Regions from separate parts of the Sus scrofa genome. Here region 2 is linked to region 1. The links are chromatin contacts, called in public HiChIP or PLAC-seq maps. All regions are on one chromosome and are shown on one strand. The core of a region is the stretch at or near the end of the contact, and the rest is flanking DNA. Distances in the headings are between cores, read along the strand shown.

The links. HiChIP or PLAC-seq counts read pairs in DNA pulled down with a chosen protein or histone mark.
Region 2: a contact with region 1 is called in an H3K27ac HiChIP or PLAC-seq map of alveolar macrophages. The contact joins the promoter of BBS10 here to the enhancer-like site in region 1. A contact is called at or near these places in 3 of 5 promoter capture datasets (fetal liver, fetal skeletal muscle and liver), 8 of 47 Hi-C or Micro-C datasets (brain, embryonic fibroblasts, heart right ventricle and 5 more) and 1 of 2 datasets of contacts at active chromatin or transcription factors (alveolar macrophages).

What each region holds. Positions count from the first base shown.
Region 1 is chr5:38,952,125-38,957,952 of Sscrofa11.1, forward strand. No RefSeq gene overlaps it. Among named protein-coding and RNA genes, the nearest start is that of KRR1, 130 kb to the left of the region's middle. Within about 2 kb of position 1,632, at least 21 of the 83 cell types and tissues checked have an H3K27ac peak or open chromatin away from gene starts, as enhancers often do. A contact at or near this core is called in alveolar macrophages, where this site is marked.
Region 2 is chr5:39,564,121-39,569,689 of Sscrofa11.1, forward strand. It overlaps BBS10 (Bardet-Biedl syndrome 10 protein), which reads right to left and starts at 2,230. Exons shown (of 2, transcript XM_003481665.4): 1 at 1,960-2,230; 2 at 1-1,529. The coding sequence starts at 2,144. OSBPL8 (oxysterol-binding protein-related protein 8) reads right to left here. Exons shown (of 23, transcript XM_005655647.3): 23 at 4,021-5,569.

The DNA.
Region 1 (5,828 bases), core at 382-2,881:
GCTTGTGAATCAAGTTATACATCAAGGACAATATATTTAAATGAATCCTGTTCCAGATTAAAAATAAATTCTAATAACTTGTCTCAAAAGAGAAACAATCAAGATTCCCATTAAGACAAATTGAGTACCACAAAAGGATACAGAGCTAGACAAAAGAAGATACTACCAGTCTTTTCATGAGTATGTGACTCATTTTCAACTCAAAGATGGTATACAGGAAATAAATGCTCATTTACCCACTAGGCTGCCCAGAGCCCACAGGAATAGAGACTACACCCCACTCCTTTTTTGCATATTCAGGAAAATATTATGTCCTTCCTACTGGACTCAGGCCCATTTTTTTCAGGTGTAACTTGTAAAAGCAACACTGAAAAAGTGGCATTCTGGAGCACATTCAAAGTCCATTAAGACGGCACATCCACTTGGATTCCTCTTTAACCTTCGGGCCTCAGGATGGCCTCCCAACCATGCAAGAGCAGAGGGCCAAAAACATCAGAAAAAGAATATGAGATTTCAAAAATATCTGAAAAGGACAGTTGTGTTTTTCAAGAAGCCTTTCCCTCAGTGGCTTTAGCTTTTGCATATAGCCCAGAAGTAGCTGATAAACTGAGGTTCTCTGACTTCGCAGCCTGATGGATATAATTTTCATACTGTACTTGGGGAGATAATGTATGCAGTGTATTGGACAGTTGTTTCTGTTATCAAGCAGCCGTGTTCTCTCATTTCACTAACAAATGTGCAGACAAACGTACATTGTGGCAAATGCAAGGAAATCTCCAGCCTGTGTTTGAAACTTAAGCCTCCCCATTCTTTAGAGCGTAGCATGATTCAGACAATAGAGATCCTTGGTACCAGCATTACCCTTCCTCTGCTGACTCCTTTAAGACTCTGGCACATGACGATAGTTAATATGCTTCAGTGTAGGAATAAATTCTGATGGCAGACAGACGATTACTGTGGAGGAATTGTCATAATAGCTGTCTCATTAAAAAAAAAAAGTTTCACTGTAAATTTAAAATATGTGAAATGGACACCTATACTATACCCCAAATCCTCTTCTTGTAAAGTAGAGGGCTAATAAATATTTATCAATCAATCAATAAAAGGAAGAAGTATTTTCTGTGGATTTTGATGCCTTTCTGGAGAAATGACCTCAATCTTAGCTCATTCCTTTAAGATGAGAATGTTTAGACACAGAGTCATTATAAGCTACTAACGTCATAAAGTTAAGATCAGATTTAGGGATTCTACACTTTTCCTGTCCCTTCATACAATTCTGCTCTACTTTCTGGAAAAAAAGAAAAATCCTCTCTTCCTGAGTTTCCACCAATGAAATATTTACAGACTGATGGGCTCTTTAGTCATCACTGAGCAGAGCTGCAATCTTTTCGTCATTTCTCGGAAGTCATTTTCTCCATCTGCTTAATCATTTCATGTACTTCTGACTCCACCCCACGTGCTCACATCTCCAAGACAGAAGATTCCAAAAATGGAAAATAGCCCTTCAAGGAACCAAAGGGAGGCCTGGCAACATGTGTCCTTTGATAACAGAACATGTCCTCACATGTGACTCCGTGTTCAGCTGCGGAATTCTTTCTCTCTCACCGCGCAGGCAAGCTGCAGTCTCCATCAGCGCTCCGGGGGTGGCGCTGTCGCATAGGAGAAAGCGCACTGCTTTTGATGCCTGGCACACCTGGGTGCAAATCTTGGCTTCCCAATTTACTACCTACATGACCAGAATCAAGTTGTTTAACCTCTCTAAATCTCAGGTTCTTTGTCAGAAATAGTTTCAGGAAATACCTGCTACCTCATAGGACTCTGGCAATTAATATTTGTAATTAGTAATTAGTTAATATATGTAAACGGCCTGTATAATGTGTATAGAGGTCTATGTACATACCTGTATATACCTGTATATGTAACAAGTATGTACAACATTCCCATCAGCCCCCAAATCCAAGAGTTAAACCAATTTCTATCTCTTACCACACTTGATTTACCAGAAATTTTTGTCCACTCCTCTTCCATTTTCCTGAACTCATCCATTTCCCTCCAGTGATCTAAGTCACCTTTGGGCCAGCTACCACCTGATCTGAACCACAAGTGTTTCTTACCAGGACAGTGGAATCGCCGGCTTTCTAACTCATTGCTTTGCTTTCATTTTTGCCTCCTAAAATCTGTTCTTTACACAGCAGTGATGTCATCCTTTTAAAAGATTAATTAGATGAGGCTGCTTTTCATAAAACTCAACATGGGGTTCCCATTACACTTGGGGGAAAAAAAGAACCAACAACCCCAAATCCTTTGCAGGCCTAAAGACCCTATGTGATCTAGCCTTGCCTGTGTGTCTGAAGTTATAGTTATCCCCTTCCACTCTTCCATCGTTCACACTGCTTTTAGCCACATAGGTCATTTTGTGTTTCAGGAACTCACTAAGCTTCTTCTGTTTCCAGGACCTTTGCCCTTGCCATTTCTTAAGCCTGAATGTTCTTCCTGCAGATCCTCAGGTCCTTATTTGTCTGGTTCCTTCTCATCATTCAGGTCTAAGGCTGCTTGTCACCAAAAAGCCTCCTCTGATAGCCAAGTCTCATCTTGTCTTTCCCTCAGACCCCAATGCAATTACTCTCTAGCACATTACTCTGTCTTTTCTTTATACCACCCAACACCATCTTTGTTTACTTATAGAATGTCTGTCTCCCCCAAAGGAATGTCAGCCTTGTGAATATAGGATCTTTGTCTACCTTGTTTAGCTCTAGATTGTCACCTTCTGAAACAGGGCTTGGTGGGAAGTAGACACTCAATAAGTATTTGACAAATGAATGAATTAGTGTTTTTAAGCCTGTCCTGGGAGAACTGAGCTCTGTCACACTTTTCATAAACATGAAATCAGCAAACAAGATAATGAAGTCTTAAGACGTTCTCACAAAAGCTTAAAATCTAGGTCCTAAATTTTACAAGGTTGGAAAATTCTGGAGCATTATAAAGTTGTTCAGAACACAGAGCATATTTTAATCTTAGCTCTGTACTTTCTATTTGTGTGACCTTGGACATATTACTTAACATACTAAAACTGGTTTCCTTATTTAAAAAAATAAGGATAATAACACATACATTAGAGGGTTTTGTGAGGATTAAATGAGCTAAGCTTTTAGCCTAGTTCCTGGAACACTGTGCAACTTAATAAATGGTGGTTATTATTATTATGGTTATTGTTATTATGGCAATTAATTCTGGCACCATGCTTTATAGAGGACATTGACAAATTGGAGCTTATCCAGAGGAGAACAAACAATCTTGTGAAGGGTCTGGAAACCACAACTTGTGAGGAACGATTGAAATTGCTGAGGATGTTTACTTTGGAAAAGACAATTTTTAAGAGGAACATGATAGTTTTTTTTTTTTTTTTTTAAGCACTGAAAACTGTCTCATGGAAGAGGGATTAGATTTCTCCAATGTCATTCTAGAAGATACAGTTAGAGCCAGGAAATGCAAGTTAAATCTTGATCTCGTTATGGTCTAATAACCAAACTGTGCAAACCAAAATAGATTTAATTCTATTTTTAAAAATGAAAAAAAGTTAAGGCATGGTTATATACATCCCCCACCCTCTTTTCTTTAGGACCACACCCACAGCATATGGAGGTTCCCAGCCTAAGCGTTGAACTAGAGCTGCAGTGCTGGCCTACACCACAGCCACAGCTATACAAGATCCAAGCCATGTCTGCGACCTACTCTGCAGCTCATGGCAATGCTAGATCCTTCAGGAATTGAACCCACATCCTCACTGATACTAGTCGGGTTTGTTAGCTAAGCCACAATGTGAACTCCATTTACATTTTGACTAGGGAAATTATACACTATATGAAGCCATTTATAATTGCCATAATGGAGGTTTTGTATCAATATGAAAAGTGTCTATGGCATGTCAATTGCAAAAAGAAGACTATAAAATATATGCATATATGCTGTGATCCCAACTTTGTATTTACAAGAGAAGAACATATAGGTAAAAGCACATACAAGTGAAATGTGTTGCTTCAATAAGTTGTGTTTCCTATCATTTTAAATATGGAAGCAGAGGCCAGACAACCTCTTAGAACAAATGACATTCAAGAAATTATGTGTCAGAGAAAGGGTTGGGCAGGGAGAACTCTGGGATTTGAAAGTTCCATGGCCCTATGACCCACCAAATATATTACAGAATTGTGTTAATATAAGACAGTGCTTATTTTTTCTTTTTAAGAAGCAAAAAGGACATTAGGTCCCACTAATATCTTCATTTCCTCCCAGTTATAAGACACACAAAAAGTTTAAACCCAGGAGACCCAAAGGCTGGACTTCATCATCTAATGGGGACCTTGCAGCATCAAGTAGGAGATGTTTCTCCCCACTATTTCTTCTGCCCTAGCAAAAGCCTGTTGACTCTCTCTGAATCTCATTTTCTAGATCCTTCCCTAAAAAGGAGAAACTGCACAATTTCTTGTTCTGAAAATCTGTGGTTCATCTTGATTACTTTGGTAAATATGGACTTGACCAACATCATTAAAAAGTCTACGAAGGAGTTCCCGTCATGGCTCAGTGGATAACGAATCCAACTAGGAACCATAAGGTTGCGGGTTCAATCCCTGGCCTCACTCAGTGGGTTAAGGATTCGGCGTTGCAATGAGCTGTGGTGTAGGTTGCAGACGTGGCTCAGATCCTGTGTTGCTGTGGCTGTGGTGTAGGCTGGTGGCTACAGCTCCAATTAGACCCCTAGCCTGGGAACCTCCATATGCCATGGGAGCAGCAAAAAAAAAGAAAAAAAAAAGGCTACAAAATAACAAATGCTGGAGAGGATGTGGAAAAAAGAGAAACCTCTCACACTGTTAGTGGGAATGTAAATTGGTACAGCTGCTAGGGAGAACAGTATGTAGGATCCTCAGAAAACTAAAAATAGAATTATGATATGATCCAGCAATCCCACTTCTGGGCATAAATCCAGATAAAACTATAATTCAAAAAGATACGTGCACTCTTATGTTCATAGCAGCACTATTCACAATAGCCAAGACATGGAAACAACTTAAATGTTCAACAACAGATGAATGGATTAAGATGTGGTACATACACACAATGGAATACTACTCAGCCATAAAAAGAACAAAACAACGCCATTTACAGCAACATTGATACCACTAGAAATTATCAAACTAAGTGAAATAAGTCAGAAAGAGACAAATACCATAAGATATCACTTACATGTGGAATCTAAAATATGACACAAATGAACCTATCTGTGAAACAGACAGACTCACAGACATAGAGAATAGATTTGTGGTTACCAAGGGGGAAGCTGGGTAGGAGAGGGATGGATTGGGAGTTTGGGGTTAGTATATGCAAACTACTACATATAGAATGGATAAATAACAAGGTACTACTATATAGCACAGGTTACTAGAGTCAATATCCTGTGATAAACCATTATGGGAAAGAAAAAAAAAAAGAATGTATATATTTATATAATTGAGTCACTTTGCTATACAGAGGAAATTAACATAACATTCAAAATCCACCATACTTCAATTAAAAAAATAAATTAAAAAAAGAAAAAAACATGAACTTGACCAAGAATTAGAAGCCACCCGATCTCTGTGAATAACAAATTTCCAAGAACACTGATAAAGGAATAACTTTAGGAGAATGCTGATCTAAAAATCAGGGAAGGTTCTCTTTCCCTGCCAGGATCAAAAAGTAATAGATGATTCCTTTTATAACTTAATGGGTATAAAGTTGAACTTTAAGATACAGGCAGTCACAGGCAGGGTTTTCAGTAACATCTCTGTTATACA
Region 2 (5,569 bases), core at 980-3,479, 610 kb after region 1:
ATATACTCCTCTTTTCAGCAATTTTTGTGACCTGTACATTTTCAAAGGAAATTTCTATCCTAGTATTTTCTGTTCTTGAGTTAGCAGAATCACTCTCAATAAATGGTTCATGGTCATCGATTATCTTGGCTTTGTCTGGAGATAAATATCTCAATGTTTCATCTGTCTGGTATGTATTTGCTGGCATCACTTCCGGTATTGAACATGGTATGTATGTTTCTAATTCTATACCTGGAACTACCAAATTTGAACATACTTTTGAATATGAATGAGTTTTTGCCAGTTCATCTTCATTCTTTACAACTGTGCCCTGATATGGCCTTTGAACTGAGCTGTTAACAATTTCTGATAACTGATTTCTTTCTCTACTATTCTTATAAACATTAGTACTTGATGTACAATTTTGGTCACTTGCTCGTGTCACATAATTTAGATTAAGGTCTTTAAATAACTGCCGAAGCATTTTAAATGCTCCATGTAGAGCACCCTCATGTTGTTCAACAAGACCTTGCACTGGTCCACAAAGTACTATACAGTGTGGTATAAATGAACATGTGCTAATCAAGCCAAGATGAACATACCTTTTGGATCTAAGGATAAGGGGCTTACAAAATTTCACCAAAGCAGTATTAGAGATTTCATACTGTGAAGAGGCCTGTGGTAGTACAAAGGGAGCAATACCAGTGACCTTCTGGATAAGAGAAAGTTCTTCAGATGATAAACACTCCACCACGGATATGCCATTCAGTCTTGCATAATAAATTACTAAGTCTGGTTGCTTCACACTAGATAGGAGCAATCTTACATTCTCACTCTGTAAATGTTTCACTATTGCTTTTGTCTTTTCTTTAATCCAAAACTGAGATGTCTGAAACTGTTGTTCTGAATTTAGAATAAACTCTGATCCAGAAGTTGAAAAAAGAGGCTGAATGGTTTCAGTTACTATCACTATTCTTATGTCACCATCTGCTGGACAGTATACAGAAAAGTCTCTGTGAAGCACAAGCCCAGCTATGATCCTGGAATCGGAAACAGGAAGGCCGGTGACACCAACTTTCAACTCAACAAAACAGTCATCGACTAACTCAAATACTTCTTCAAATTCACTTTCACAGGACATACAGTTGAAAAAGTAGTCACACATCAACTGTGAAATAAAGGTGTGATTATTTCTTCCCACTCTTCCACAAAAAAATGCTTCTAAGAGCATCTCTAAAGAACTTCTACACAATGTTCTCTTTTTAGTGGATGAAGAAAAGATGGACAAAAAGTGTCTACTTAAGTAATGATCCATAACATAGTCTAATACTTGTGTCTGAAATGTTAGAAGAGCTTGGGAAATAAATTTCCACTGACAACAATTTTTCCAATGCCTTCCATGGGTTTGAATATTTTTGAAAAATAAAGAATCCTTTTCTTTGTCTGTGATTGCATGGAATTCTCTGAGTAAGTGGCAAAGAAAGATAATAAATGTTTTAGCACCATCTCCTGTTTTTCTTAGATGACTGGAAACACATGCCACCATCATCCTGTACAAAAAAAGAAATAAAGCAACTCAGATTTTCAGAAGGCTGCCTCCCTACATCTGAATAACAGTTGAAATCTTGTTTTTACAGCTACAGGCATAAAATGAGAATACTGTCCCTTTGATATACTTAGTTTTCCTTTTTTCCTTTTTTAGGTTGCTTTGTTCTATTTCAAGATTCTAGGGTTGGGTCGAGCTGGAGGGAAAGCAGTGAGAAATGTTCTCGGCAGCTGTTAAGATCTTAAGTCTGGGAATGTTTTCTTGAGCAACGCTCAAACGCTGAGGGTACAGTGGTCTCATTTAAGGTCAGTTTTTTCAGGAGCATAACCTCAGGGACAAGAAGTTCAGGGAGATGGCCTGGAATGCCCATCTATGGGCTGGAGTGTGGGACGTGAGTACCTGATTACGAGATGCTCTAACCGGCTGGAGCGTACCTGGCTATGGGATGCTCTAAATGCAGCGCCTTCAGGAGGAGGCCTCCGTCCCGGCTGAGCAGCACCTCGCCAGTGGGCTTCGTACACAGAATCTGCCGCCCTTCGGGCCCCAAGCAGCAGCTCACGATGGTTTCTAACACTTCGGCCACCTGCAATGCCGCCCTCACAGAACCCACAACAGCCATAGCCTTTCAGGTTCCGGCGGCTCCAGGTCGCCGGAGCGGAACCCGGACACATCCAGGAGGGAGCTGAGCGGGGTGCAGCCGGAAGCGGAAGGGGCGGGGAGGAGGCCGGAAGTCATGGCCGGGCGGCCTCTGGGTTGGGCGAGCGTCCATTTTTTCGCCAGCTCTGCGGTAAAGACCCGCGTTTCTCCCGGTAGGAGCTATCGTCGGTAGCGCGCGAGGTCAGAGAAGAGGTCGGGACTTTAGAGCTGGCTGGAGAGAAAGCCGCAGGCCCTTCCCTAGCTCCCTACGTGAATTCATTCTCCAGAGGCTGCAGCTGCCACCTGTTCCCTCCGTTTCCCAGGAAACTTCCTCTCAAGGACTCGACACGGTCCTTGAGGGGCTGGGCTCTGCAGCTAGAACTCTGCTCGTTCCCAACTCCCGACAAAAGTTGTTTGGTAACAAAACCTCTGCCTTGGACTAGCGCATACCATGTCCACACACTCCATCAGCGGTTCTTTACTGATGCAAGACAGATGGGGAGGGCCTGGCCACAGTCAGGAGCTGCAGGCATTCAGAAGGGGGCTTTACCACATTACCTGGGCTTAGGTATCACTATGAAACCCTAGTTACCACAATTTACTTTTTCTTTAGCAGAAGTGTTGTATGTGAAGACTTAGCCACATTGGTAATCAATAATATGCTTTAAAAACGCATTGACCCAAGATGCCTGGACACAATTCGACGACAGGAAAAAAAAAAAAAATCCTGTTGAGCAGAAAGAACATACCGTTTCGCATACTAAGATACACCTTCTCTCTTAAGGATGAAATAGTTAAGAACATGGGCTTGAGATTTAGACCTGGGTTTGCTGTGCCATTTACTCATCTGTGACATTCTTTTGTGTCCACTTCTCAAAAAAAATGGTGATATGTAAAACTCAAAGTTTTGAGGAGGGCGAGAATGTTTACAAAGCATTCTTTTTGTTTTTGTTTGGTGTCTCAAATATTAACAGTATGTTCAACAAACTGCTGTGCCGTGCCATCACTGAAGGGGTTCACTATCTCCGTAAGAAAGGGATGTTTTTTAAGGTGCAAAAGGGTCGATTATCATAACACAGGACACCTATTAGAGTGTGGTCAATATTATTAAGAAAATTATTTACACTATAGATGTTTCATTGAGATTGAACAGTGAGGATCTGTTTTCCCTACCTCTTATTCCCATACATAGGACAGGAGAAACCTCCCCTTTTCCCTAATAAGACAGAACCAACTGACTATTAACCAGGAGCAACCAGATCCTGAGGAGAGCAAATGTGGGAGGGGAGGATAATGGATGAAAAGAGGAAAACTAGAGAGGAGTGATTTCTTGGAACCTGTGTGATATTGACTCATAGACTAGTAGATAATTTGAGGGGTTTTGTACATAAGCTTGTGTAATAGCAAGGTTCTTTTTTTCTTACACATTACAAATGAGTTACTCAGTACACAGATTTGATCAGTGTGTTTAAAGTCAAGCATTTAAAGTCAGGTGTTTTGATCGGAGTTGTATTAAAGTACCCAGTGGAAAGAGAATGGACAGTGAAGTCAGACATAGACTCAAACCTGGGCTCAACCCAGTCTTATGATACAGCTTTTGGAATCATTTTAACTTCTCTGAGCCTCAGATTCTTCATCTATAAAATCTAATCCCCACTTACCTGAAAGTCATTGTGAATATTCAAGAAGAATGAATCTAGAGCATTGGGTAAAGCATACATTAGGGAATCTACCTATTAAATCCCTTCCAAGCCCTTCAGCATCCTTCACAACTACTCCCCCCCAAATTATTTTTAAGTAAAAAATTAAGTAATTTAATCACCATATGTTATATTCAAAGTCATTTTGTTACAGTTTGATTTTTTTTAAAAATTTTATTTAGAATGCCTACTTGTTGAAGTTAGCATCATCTTACAGATTAGAAAAATTCAATTGTTTTATCTCTGCAAACAATAGATTAGGAATAACAGATTAAAAATGTAGTTAATACATTACAAAACAGTTGCCTATGACTATCTGTACATTTACTGTGCACCTTAAGGAAAAGAATTTGACAGTGTGCTGTACTTACACCGCAGATAACATATTTTATTCTATTTTATAAAACTGACCAGTGGTAGTGTTTGAATTTATAAATGGCCTTTAAATAGGATATTTAACTTAGATTTACAGTCAGCATGCTAAAAAGTGAAAATTTTCAACTGACGTTCTGTTGCTCATCAGTTCAAATGTTTCATGGCATTTTTTTCTTTAAATAAATTTCAATATTGTATGTAATACTAAAGTAATTTTACATGATAAATGTGGAAAGAAATCTTCTAAATATTTTAGAAAGTATATTCACATTCATTTTGTCATGGGTTTCTTGTGGCTCTTCTAAATATGTTAATCATATTAAGGAGACACTGGTCCTATACAATTTTAACAGTCCATCTTCAATTAAAAACTGTAACAAAGCCAACAATATGTTAAGAGTAACAAAAAGTAAGTTAAATATACTAAATTTACACGGTAGGTGAACAAAATGAAACCAAATTACATAAAAGTGGCAGGTTATACATTTTAAAGAACCTCTTTATCACACAGTCAAATAAGTGGAAATGTAAGCTTAGTGATTTGTGTGGGGATCCTCCCTCCCCCTTCCACCAATGGTTCAAATTGGAAAATTTGGTATAAATGCTAATAATATTTTATTTCTATACATTTAACATAATTCAAAATAATCTGCAGAGTCATAAATGGCTCATCATCATGCCATTATCACTATGTCAAACAAAAAAGTCTTCCAAATGTATTCATTGCTCACTAGAAATGCTAAACAATGGAAAAAACAGAATTTTATACTTTTGTTTCCTTAAATATTTGACTAAGATATTCTTCAAAAAGTTAAAACTGCCTTCCACATAATTTTGTGTTTATGGCACGAGTTGACACCCTAAAACAGTGTGAATTCCATTGAAAAGGCACTGTTTACAATACTCAGAATAATCTGACAAGTCTACTTCAACGATGTCTGAAAGTGAAGAATATATTTGAGATAGGTAAATAGACAAACCCTTATAAAAGTACAGCATTACTGTTTAAATATACTATAGCTATATAAAAGGAAATAAAGTGACACAGAGAAATGACCCTTTTAGGACAATTAAGCCTATAGAAATGACCCTTTTATGACAAGCCTATAAACACTTTGAATCATATTATAGTTCTGTAACACAAAAATAACAAAAAGTATTTTCTTAAAGGCACAAAAGCATGAATACTAAATGAGGGTTGTATTTTTACAAGGCCAACTTTTTCAATGGAATGGTGACAAAGATTACACTGTACCTTTATAAGTAATAAAAAGAGTACTGACATAAAATACAAGTAAAATATCTATTGCTGACACATTTCATGTGCCCTATT